Regions from separate parts of the Anas platyrhynchos genome. Here region 2 is linked to region 1. A link is a contact called in public Hi-C data. All regions are on one chromosome and are shown on one strand. Each heading gives the region's core, a stretch centred on a gene start, on an enhancer-like site or on the middle of the called end of the contact. The rest is flanking DNA. Distances are from core to core; before and after follow the strand shown. Region 1 overlaps STK38L (serine/threonine kinase 38 like). Region 2 holds the start of MED21 (mediator complex subunit 21).

The links. A called contact is a pair of places that touch in the nucleus more often than the background predicts.
Region 2: a Hi-C map of skeletal muscle shows a contact between it and region 1, with 4 times the contacts expected there. The contact joins the promoter of MED21 here to the enhancer-like site in region 1. A contact is called at or near these places in 6 of 8 Hi-C or Micro-C datasets (F1 follicle, liver, skeletal muscle and 2 more).

The regions. Positions count from the first base shown.
Region 1 is chr1:74,786,169-74,792,210 of IASCAAS_PekinDuck_T2T, forward strand. It overlaps STK38L (serine/threonine kinase 38 like), which reads right to left. Exons shown (of 14, transcript XM_038183319.2): 5 at 5,894-5,977; 6 at 2,669-2,792; 7 at 1,966-2,120; 8 at 988-1,090; 9 at 120-181. LOC119717654 (a long non-coding RNA gene) reads left to right here. Exons shown (of 3, transcript XR_005267648.2): 3 at 427-557. Among named protein-coding and RNA genes, the nearest start is that of BMAL2, 26 kb to the left of the region's middle. Within about 2 kb of position 4,618, at least 2 of the 8 cell types and tissues checked have an H3K27ac peak or open chromatin away from gene starts, as enhancers often do.
Region 2 is chr1:74,894,012-74,899,476 of IASCAAS_PekinDuck_T2T, forward strand. MED21 (mediator complex subunit 21) reads right to left here and starts at 1,947. Exons shown (of 4, transcript XM_027450026.3): 1 at 1,802-1,947; 2 at 1,469-1,583. The coding sequence starts at 1,843. TM7SF3 (transmembrane 7 superfamily member 3) reads left to right here and starts at 3,530. Exons shown (of 11, transcript XM_027450023.3): 1 at 3,530-3,720. The coding sequence starts at 3,651.

The DNA of each region.
Region 1 (6,042 bases), core at 3,368-5,867:
GAGGCCCTTACAGATTTAAAAAACAAAACAACAAAACCGGTAGCATTAATGCCACGTTTTTATTTAGTGCTTTCTGTAAATAGTTAAAAACATATATATATATGATGTTATTGACTTACCAGCTGTCGCCTGTTCTTCTTCCATGTTTCTGCTTTTCTCTTTGAGTTCATATTCTGAAATGCTAGTTTAGAGAATAGTTATTAGATAACGAATGCATTTGTGAAGTAAAAGACTGATAACATTTTGTCTTCAGAGGAAAACTATTTTATATCTTAAGAATGCTTTTTGCCTAGAAATAAATACTTGATTTTCACTGGAGACAGAAAAAGGACAATGAATAACTACTGTCCAATTTGTGGCTGCAAATCACATCAGTAGGATATGTGACTGGCAATTCTAAATTAGCATTTTATTTTTTTTTTTCAGATTGATCTGCAATCAGCAAACGTTGTTGCGGCTGGTAGTGTATGTGTGTGTATTCAGGTATGATACAGAAGATGACAATGTTTTTTAAACAACAAGGGAAGAATCTGAAAAGAACTGCGGAATAATTTTATGTTTATGCAATAAAATCCTAATGTCTAAGTCTTGCCAAGGCATAGAGATGAACAGCTCTACTCTCTTAAGGTTTGTTGTGATTGTCACTGACCTCGGTAAGTCAGCACATGAAACCCATATTTGATCTGGAAGAGCATTCATTCATTTCTGTAACTTCAGTAACATTGTTATGAAAAATGTATTAAAATATAATCACACTATATGTACTTGTGTCTGTATAAAAGTGTACAAAAACACATTAGCACTACACAAAACAATTTCTTTCCTGTGAAATGCTCCCATGTCATGGGGAACACATGCATTTCCAGTTATCCAAATAAATGCACTCAGCCTGACCAATTGTGTTTAACCCAGCAGAAATGAAGTATGATGTGGTATAGCTGGAGCTCAAAACTATTTAAATGTTTACCTAGGACACCTTATACTTACAGAAGTCACTTGGTGGATTGTGTGTAAGGTTCCTGTAGAACTCAGTTCTGTGAGCTTTCTTTAAACCTGTGCATAGCCCAAAATCAGACAGTTTTACATGACCCTAAAAAACACCAAATAAGATAAGAACGATTTAGAAAGGTAGTGTTCAAAAAAAATTGTTTTCATAACTGCACTTGCCTTCTTAGTCCATGTGTGAATGATGGACTTGCACAGGACTACCTAATCCAGGGAAAGCGGGCAAATAGTGCCTGATTCTTGATGTATGGAGAGAATGTGTTTTCTCTAAAAAGGGTGTAATTCCTGGGAATAGCTACATCTGCAACAGCTGAGTACAGCTAGTTTACTTGGTTTTGTTTTGCACTGAGACTGAAAAAGCCTCCAGCACAAAATTATTCTGTTTTGATGTTAACCTAGTTTTAATTGGGTTTCTAGAGATCAGTGCTAGACATTCTACAGGCTTGTGTATGATACTTAGTGGGTCTATTTCATAGCTTACTACAAAGCAGTCAAATGGACAGACTGCTCCCACTCATGAGTGGACAATAAAACAAATGAGATAACTGCAGGAAGTGAACTGATTATTTAGTGTTGTCTGCTTGTTTCATGCTTTCCTTCTTCTTGAACTAACAAACTATACCAGTCTTTCATGTGTATGAATTCGAGCATCTGGATGCCCTGAGTGGGTCTTTCTACACTTACAAGACCTTCCAACTACAAAAAGAAGAAAAAAAGAAACAAAACAAAACAAACAAACTAAAACAAACAAACAAACAAACAAAAAAAAAAACAACCACAAGGGTAGTTTTGCTTTAAGTGTAGTGAAGTTCTACCATAAAAAGATAGCAACCATTTTTTGTCTTTATTCCAGCTACTGGTATGGTGCTACAGTTTCCCAGTGATAAGCACCACTGTGAATGGCATTATCTGCAGATTGTAATGTTTAAAGCATAGATAGTTTACGTGCACACCACATGCCTTAGCATCCAGCAGGAGGTTATCTGGTTTAATATCCCTGTGGATGAATCCCAGCTGATGAATAGCATCTATGGCCAACACGGTTTCAGAAATATAGAACTGTGTCTCTTCTTCTGATAAGGTGTCTTTCTTCATTAGCAAGGTCATCATGTCACCTAATCAAAAAAAAAGAAAATACAGCTTATAAATCAGAACATTTTAATGGTGAAACTCCATTAGATTCCAAATTTAAACTTGTTACTAGCATTATAGCTACTAATTATAAAACTATTACTGCAAGGACCTACAAACCCAACATACTTTTTCTGCAAACTGGTGTAAAATTGTTGCAATCCTAAATAGGAATTCTAATTGGATAGCCTTGAATAATGCAGCAATTTTTTAACGCATAATAAATGTATTGCACTAAAATTGATCAAGAGTGACTTTTTTTAAAGCTGTTTCTAGCTTTGTCAGTAAAAAGCAGAACATGGGACTAGAATTATTATTTAATCCAAGTCTATTTTAACATCTTCCAATAATCCTTCCCCTTCACCTACAAATCAGGAAAGGTTAAGTTACCGGGACTTCACTTAAAACATCATTAAAATTTATGCTATCACGAATTACACAGCATGCTTGTTTCTTCACTTCTAGAAAGCTGAAAACAAAGCTAAGGAAGAAGTACTTATACAACTTAGTAACAACACAACATATAGCTTACCTCCAGGTAAGAACTCCATGATCAGGTAAAGATTTCTTTTATCCTGAAAACTGTAAAACATTTTCACTACCCAGGCTCCATCTGCTTCAACCAAAATATCTCTTTCTGCTCGGATATGGGCCACCTAAAATTTTTTAATACTGTTATTAAAGAATTATTTAATTACATCAATACCAAATGCCATGCTATATTCCTAATCCTAAAATATATTTTCATGATCTTTATACAAATAAGATATTCTTCATACTTTCTTTCACTCCTATTTTACATAGTTTTTACTAGACCCTACAAAGTCCTCAGAAAACACACAGCAAAAAACCACAGAAATTAACTCAATATTGAAAATAACTATTTACATAACTTCACAAAAGTGGTATCTAGAAAGAAAACACATGGCTTGTTGAGCTTCCTGTTTGTCAGGCAGAACTGAAGAAGTTGGTGGAAAACTGCAATTCCATTTTTACTGCATCCTAAAATTAACTAAGAACATTAAAAAAAAATAAAATAAAAAGCTCTGTTATGATGGTCAGCTCTGCAAGGTAGCATCCCTACTGCAAACTCAAATAAAAATTTAATGTGCAATTCAGTATGCAGATATTGACATAATTATTCGAAAAAAATAGAGTTTGTTGTAAATAACACAAGAACTAATAGGTAAAATGGTAGATGCTTAATGTTTAATGTCAGAATTTATCATTTTTTTTTCATATACATTTACAAATAAAGAGTTAATAACTGCTTCCTCACAGTAATACTTCACAGTTTAAACTCGGCAAGATAAGCCTGTGGAATCCTCTTTTGCAAGAGTGATAGAATGCCTAAATTACTTCCTGCAAAACCTTATTTCTTCAGCATTGTGAAATGTCTGACATACAGCAAACAACCATCTAGCTCCCAAACCCACACTGTACGTACTACTAATGGTGCATGAAGCCCTTTCAAATGACACACGGAGACTGCTCCTACCTGTGTACATGGTGAAGCTTACTTGAACTGCATAGCAAATACCTCGACCAAAGGGAAAAAGGGCTGGGATGAATCTCAGTTTGCAGAGATGACCTTAAGTAACAGTCAGCTGAATGGTCAGTATTCAAGGAGGGCAAAAAATGGCCATGGGCTATTTTAGCAGGGGGAAAGAAAAGCGAAGGGAAGATGGAGCATTTCCATCAAATGATGTGCACAAAGGTGGCCCAGAACTGATACATTCACCACTGCTGCTGACGTTGGTCCTATGCAAGTGAGCTTGGGAATGTCTGACCATGCTTAAGATACATGTATTGCAGTCCCAGTTGAGTCTTTGAAAAGCATACTGAGAGCTGCTACCTCATGAATTCACTGGAAACTAAGAGTAATAGAGACAGGAGGAAGGGTGTGTGTTTTACTAGAATGTACCCTAGTTGTGGAAGAAAATGAAAAATATCTGCATGGAAAAACATTTCTTGATAGCTGTAAGACTTTCACATTTCAGATACCAGAAAGTGACTTCTGTAAAGAAAATATGTACCATTATTCCAGATTCAAGCAATATTTCCAATAAGCCAAGTCTTCTGCATCTGTTCCTCAGTTCTAACATCTTTCTAATGTGTGTCTTTTTTGTAGGACGATGCGTTCCCTCTCTGTTGTAGAGGCTCCAACTCTAATTTATCTAGCCCTATCTATTCCATATATTCACATTAGAAAAGATTTCTTTCCACCCTCCACTCCTCTGCTTCTAAATGTGGCTATAAAGTATAACATTGAAACCTTGCTTAAAAAGCAGCCAGAAAAACTTCACAGTGCCACCCTGCTTGAAAGTTCTAGCTCTCTCGTACTTGTCTTCTGTGATGCTTTCCCATTGAACAAACCAGGCAATGAAAGTTAGAGCAAATAAATACTCTCCGGGGAATGTTACAGACACAAACTAAATGTGGACTGTGATCTAAGCCTCCTTGCCACATCAGGTTATGAAATGAGGGCAGGGCTTCAGCCAGCAGACCACACACATCCTGGCTGTGAGGCAGAACATAATACTCCTCTGCTTCCCTTCATTCAAGGAAACAGCAATAAGTAGACAAAATGTCTGTCCTGGGATGACTTAAAAAAAAAAAATGTAGTAGTACTACCAGTACCACTGCTGAGAAAGATAATATAAGAAATAATGATGGGTTTGGACAGGTAAGGAAGATAGAACAGCTTGGGTTGGAAGGGACCCTAAAGACCATCTGGTTCCAACCCCCCTGCCATGGGCAGGGACAGCTCCCACTATATCAGGCTGCCTGAAACCCCATCCAGCCTGGCCTTGAACACTTCCAGGGATGGGGCATCCACAGCTTCTCTGCGCAACCCGTGTCAGGGCCTCGCCACCCTCTGGGTGAAGAATTTCTTCGTAATATCTAGTCTAAACCTACCCTCTTTTAGTTTAAAGCAGTTACTCCTTGTTCTATCACTACACTCTGTGACTAAGAATCTCTCCCCACCTTTTATTTAGGCTCCTTTTAGGTACTGAAAGGCTGCTAAAAGGTCTCCCCCAGAGCCTTCTCTTCTCCAGGCTAAGTAACCCCAACTTTCTCTAGCTGCACTTTTGCTTGAGACATCCACACTTGATTTCTGTTCTTCATATTGCTAAAAAATAACTATTGCTAGTTCTTCATATTGCTTTGTCCTATCAGGAATTTGTGGTGAATTCTGGATTACAAAGCAAAAGCAAAAAACACACACACACACACACACACACACACACAAACAAACAAAAAACACAAAGCAAAACAAACAAAACCACTCCAATCTCAAGATCCAACAAAACAAAACAAAACCAAGCAAAACCAAAGCCAAACCCAAACAACAAACAAGATGACAGCTGGTGGTATCTGACCATGAAAAGACAACATCAAACATTCTCAGTTTTTACTTTGACGTATTATTGCTTTTCAAGAAGCATTTTCTTCTAAATGTATTCTTACAAAGAAGTGCTATAAGATGCACATTGATAAAGGAAGAGACTAAAAGAAAAAAAACACCATCCTTATCACTGTTACAAACTGGTTGTAACTAAAACATTTTCAAGAATGCTAACTTCTACTTACTCTGTTGTACTGACCTAGCAACTCCATGGATGCCTTGGACAGCAGTACAATTATTGGGACTACAGAAGTGAAAATAACGACTAAATAATACCTGCCAAAGAGAGATTTGGTAATTTTCTAAGCAAAGTAACTTTGAAATCTAGGGGACCTATACAAGACAAACCTGTTCTTTCTCCAGCATATCTGCTTTTCGTAGTATCTTCATTGCATAAATATGACCTGTATCCTTCTTCTGAACGAGACGTACCTTTAATGAGAAAAATAACCCAATCAATCCCATCTACCTCAAACTAAACCCCAGTGTGGAACATA
Region 2 (5,465 bases), core at 697-3,196, 110 kb after region 1:
CTCTATAAGTCACAAACAAAGCTTTCCCATATGGAGTTGTATCCATTCAATTTGAATCAATTTGTTACTGCAGCTAGAATACTGAAACAGCCTTCAATTTATGATTTAAGATCTTACACATTTTTTCCTGTTGATTGCTTCCACAAATCTTTCATGAACTGAGAAAATATTCTCCAATAGAGAAAAAACTAGAAAAGATTGACATTCTCAAAGGTACGCTTGACTTGAATAAAACCAACCCAGGCAACCAAAAGCACCCTAACAAACCCACTTAAAGCTTGTCCTTTGTGTTATCACATATATACTCTTACCTGTACATCACTGCTCTCCAGACTAAGCTTTAAGGCCTGTTTGTTAAGAATTTAAATACCCAAGGATGTGTAACTGATAGTTTTGTTTCATCAGCATCATTAACTCAGTTATATGATTTTACTGAACTCACTACATTCAGGGAAATGAATAAGAAAGATAAAGCAGAGGACTGACCCTTTTAGGATCTTAACAAAGCCTCTAACTCTTAAGTCATCACATAGATGTCAGTACCTGGAAGAGCCTCAAGTACCATGAAGAAGCAAACAAATCTTTTACTTGATTTTTTTTCCAACTAATTCATGTCGGAGAGCAAGCCACCGTACCCAATGAAGGACTAGTCAACAACTGTCCTAGAAAGAGCATCACCATTCCCCTGGTATCCTACTAATCAAACTTGATCTAATGCATGAAACCTGCAAAATTTTCTCAGGGAAAAACAATGGGGGTGTTGATTTAGGATGACGATAACATAATTATTTAAATACTAACTTGAAATTCTAAGATTACATAGAACTTTTAGTTTGCTTTTCAATTTTAGTATCTTACATTAGTTTTATTTCTCTCAGAAAAAAAATAAATCAATACCCAAGCAACCTACCAACAGCAACTGAAAAAAAAAAAACCACAATTGTCAGCTGGGAGAGTCAACAAGACATTATTCCTTAATTTCATAAGCAAACAACACATACAGAAACATAAATAACTACAAGTCTATGAAATGGAGAACTTTAAACTCATGCTCAACTTCATGAAACTAACCCCTATTCTTGTAAAAAAAATATAATATATAATAATATATATATAAATATAATATATAATAATATATATATATTTTAAATTTTTTTTGGAAGTAAAGGGCTGCTCACTAACAACATCCCCTAGCAGTCCTATTACAATAACTTATATAGAAAAGGCTACTGCATGTGTGCAAACAAACCACCACAAGAAACATGTTTTAATGCTTAGTTAAAACTTAAAGTGATCTTTCTTCTACCACAACCTTATCCAGCAAGTGCAGCTGATGCTGTTTCTGACTTAAATTCAGCCACCCCTCGCGTTACTACCGGCGGAACTGCCTGCCGAGCACAAGATGGTGCACGGGGCACTCCGCACCGGGACCCGCTCGCGGCGCGCTAGCAGAGGCAGGAGGACTCGCCTTCCGTCGGATTAGCCGGCTGGTCCTTGTTGATTGCCGTCTGGATGTTGCTGAAGGAGGCCGGCGGGCCGCACTGCTGCAGCACCCCGATGGCATTGCAGAACTGGTCTGCGAGCTGCGGGCGGTAACGAGACCGTTAGTTTGCCTCGGCACCGCGGCCACGTCCATCCCGGTTCGCCCTCCGACCCCGCGGCACGGAGGGGAGCAGTGCCCGCGGCCAGCAGCGGCGATACCCCCCTGGGCTGCCAGCGCAGCGCGCCCAACGCTGGGCCCCTCTCCCCTGCAGAAAGAAAAACGCAGAAGAGACAGGAGAGGACAGCAGCACCGCCTCACCGAGTTCACAGCGTCCTGCAGCTGCGTTAACCTGTCCGCCATGGCGCTGCTCTGCCGCCCTGCCCGGACACCGGGCCGAGCCTGCCCCCTGCAGGCCGGGAGGAGCCGCGCCCCGGGTAGCTCGGGGCTTGGTTAAAAAGCCGAGCCGCGACACTGGCCACAGAAGCCGAGCCACAGAGCTGTTGGCACAGTGTTAGCGCAAAGCTACCGCTCATTTTTAAGGTATTAGTGAAGCTGGCAGGTTTGTCCTGGGGCTTCTGCAAGCTGGCTGGGTGCGGTGCTGAGCCTGGAGTAAGTGAGGTTTATGGAGCCTCTCGCAGGCGCTGGAGCCACGGTGTATCCTCTGAATGCTGAGCTGAGGACAGTGACAGAAGTCTCATTTCCAGAGGTCAGCTAGGACAGTGGCTCCAAGCAAAAAGCTAATTTTGATGGTCTTCTAGTATCACACAGACTTTGAACTGTGGGAACCCTGTTTGGCTGAACTAGATATATAACCAGCAAGGACCAGGGAGGTGATCATCCCCTTACGCTCTGCAGCTCTGGTGAGGTTGCATCTCCAGTGCTGTATTCAGCTTTGGGCCCCTCAGTACAAGAAGGACATTGAAGCCCTGAAGTATGTCCAGAGAACGGCTATAAAGCTGGTGAAGGGCCTGGAACACAAGTCCTGTGAGGAGCGGCTGAGGGAACTGGGGTGGTTGGGGTTGTCTGCAGAAGAGGAGGCTCAGGGGAGACCTTATTGCTCTCTACAGCTACCTGAAAGGAAGGTGTGGGGAGCTGGGAGTCAGCCTCTTCTCACAGATAACTAGTGATAGGACTAGAGGGAATGGCCTCAAGTTGTGCCAGTGGAGGTTCAGGTTGGAAATGGGGAGACATTTCTTCTCAGAAGGAACAGTCAGGCATTGGAACGGGTTGCCCAGGGAGGTGGTGGAGTCACTGTCCCTGGGAGTGTTTAAGGAAAGGTTGGATCTAGTGCTTAGGGACATGGTTTTGTGAGTGAAATTAGTAGTAGGGTGATGGTTGTACCAGATGATACTGGAGGTCTTTTCCAACCTTAATGATTCTATGATTCAATGATATCCTGTCAGAGAAAGGATATCCCAATCACAGCAGGCAAAGATGTAGAGAAGAAAGAAAAGCCACTTGTCTGAAATGATTGCAGCCTTAAATGCAGAACAGCGCTCATCGCTGCGTTCTTATACCAGGCTTGCAGCTTCCTTTTGTATATGAACTGGGAACTGGATCAAAGCAAGCTGGGAAAAACACACTCAACAAAACAGGGAGGAGTCTGCAAAGCTTTTTAGAGTCTACGTTAGACTATAAGTTCATAAACAAGGCAGAAACAGCAACAGGATCATCTTAAAACTTATGGAAAGTGGAAAAAGAGACTTTTAATTTGCCTTCTATCATCTTGTCATGAGCCCATGAATCACCTGCACAGCCAGAAGCACCTTAAGCACACCAGCAACCTCAGGGGCTGCACTGTGCTTTATCAGACTATGTGAAAACAAAACACCAGTGCATTAATTAAATAAATAATAATAATTTGACACCCCCGGTACATAACAGCTCAGCGTGGATATCTTCCCAAGCTCACCACCACCACTACCAATCCTAGCCGTGGAAATCACCACACAGCCGGGGAAGGTGGCTGGGGCCGATAAAAGCCGTTTTGGGGGCATTTATGCCCCGTTACCTCGGCCAGGTGGGTGAGGGGAGGCGAGAACGGCCTGGGCCGGGCAGAGCCTACGAGGCGGCGCAGCGCTCCCTCGCAGGCTCCGCCCGCCCCAGCATTCTCGTCAGCGCCCTGGCTCTTTTTTTCAGCCTCCTCTCCTCTTCTCTCCTCAGCGCCATGCGGCTCCCCCCCTGCGTCTTGCTGCTCCTGGGGCTCGCCGAGGCGCTACGAGAGGCCGGCGCCTCAGGTGAGCCTGGAGACGGGGCTCGGGAGGGAGGCTGAGGGCTGCGGCCGCCATTACGTGGCGGGAGGGAGCGAGCTGGTCGAGCGCGGTTCGTTGCGGGAAAAGGGTGCTTTACGCCTCCCACTTCTTTATTTTTAATTTAAATTATTGTTTAACAGTCTTGCACCTTATTAGCTACGCATCTTATAGCAATAACAGCCCTGCACCTTATTAGCTGTGGACGCCACCGTTTGAACAATCTGATGGATCTGCTGCCTACAGTCCTGCTGCTACAGGGTATGGTGTAGGCTTAGGGGTGTGGAGTTGTATGGTGTAGAGCTCTGTGCCTTTTGAGGAAACAGGTTGGCATTCACTAGGCTAGGAGTTCATATCAGAAAGGGAAGAGGGTTAACTGCTTCTTTTTGTGACAGCTCTCAAGAGGTTATGGGTTCCCAGCACCTTGCCAATTGCAGGCTGAAAACCACTAGCTTTTTAAAAACAAGGAAATGAGCGAAACCTCCAAATATTTGGAACTCTGTTCCTAAAATGACTTGTTGGCCTGCTGATGGAATCTCAGTTTATTAAGCATTTGCTTTTCTTGTAATTCCTCTGTGTGCATGCACGGGACTATAATAGGTCTCTGAAAGTAAGTGGACTGTAATGATTATATCTTGTGAAGATTTAACAGACGCTTACTTCCTTATCATTAATCTCTTATCTTTTTTTTGTTGTTCAAATAAAGGAAAAAATAAGCAGTTTCCTCAGAGATAAGCAAGCAGTCTCTTATGTTAGGGCTGATATAAGCCTCCTCTTAGTTTTTATTCTAAGCTAGCATGGAACAAAGTTTAATTCTCCAGCAGGAGCAATCTACTCTCGAGATACTCTGCAAGGCTGCAAGACAGCCTTTGGAATCAGTCCCAAGTGTGCAAGTATTCTTTCTGCTCTAGTCTTGGTGTTCTTGCAGGTTCTGAGAACTTCAGCTTGGTACTTGGTGGTGGTGGGTAGGTTTGAGAATAAAGGTTCAGTATTCTTAGGTCTCAATCTCTTTATTAAAAGATGCTGATAAGCAACTTCTCGCACAGACTTGATTGAAGATGGTTCTTAAATTTAGTTTATTTTCTTAACGGTATTTACAAAGGCAGAATGAAAGTGAGACAGCAGCTGCTTTGCCTTGAAGTAACTTGTTGATACACCTTGCAGAATTGAGGGTAAAGGGGAAGAAGAATATCTCCTTCATGAGAAGTTAATAAGCTGTGTAATTTGTGTACCAAACCCAAACTTGTTATTAGGCCCATTAAACAAGGACACCTACTTATTGGTTCACTGATTTGAAATTGTCTTGTGGCTGTTCAGTTTGGGATATCCAGGTTTGTGGAGATGGCTTCTGCTATCTCCTAATACTAGAAGATCCCACTTCACTTCTAAAGTGTTGACAAGTAAAATCTGCCTTTGATGGCTGGTATTACTTTTCCAGGGCTCTGATGGGCTGCAGCTCTTTAAACTGAGTATTTAGGCAGAAGTATATTAAACAGAATGCATGTTTCCTCCTGGGATCCCCATGTTTATGAAATAGAACTTACGAAATATGAAATAAGATACAGTTCTACTAATAGTCATGCAAAAACAAGAAGCAATGGAATGATTGTTTTCCTTCTGCTCCTTCACCCCTGGCATATCTGGATCTACTTAGTTTGTGCTAGCTGTTTAGTCTATACAGAGACAGCCTTTTAAAACAAGAGTTTCCCATAAAGCTATTCTGCAGTTTGAGT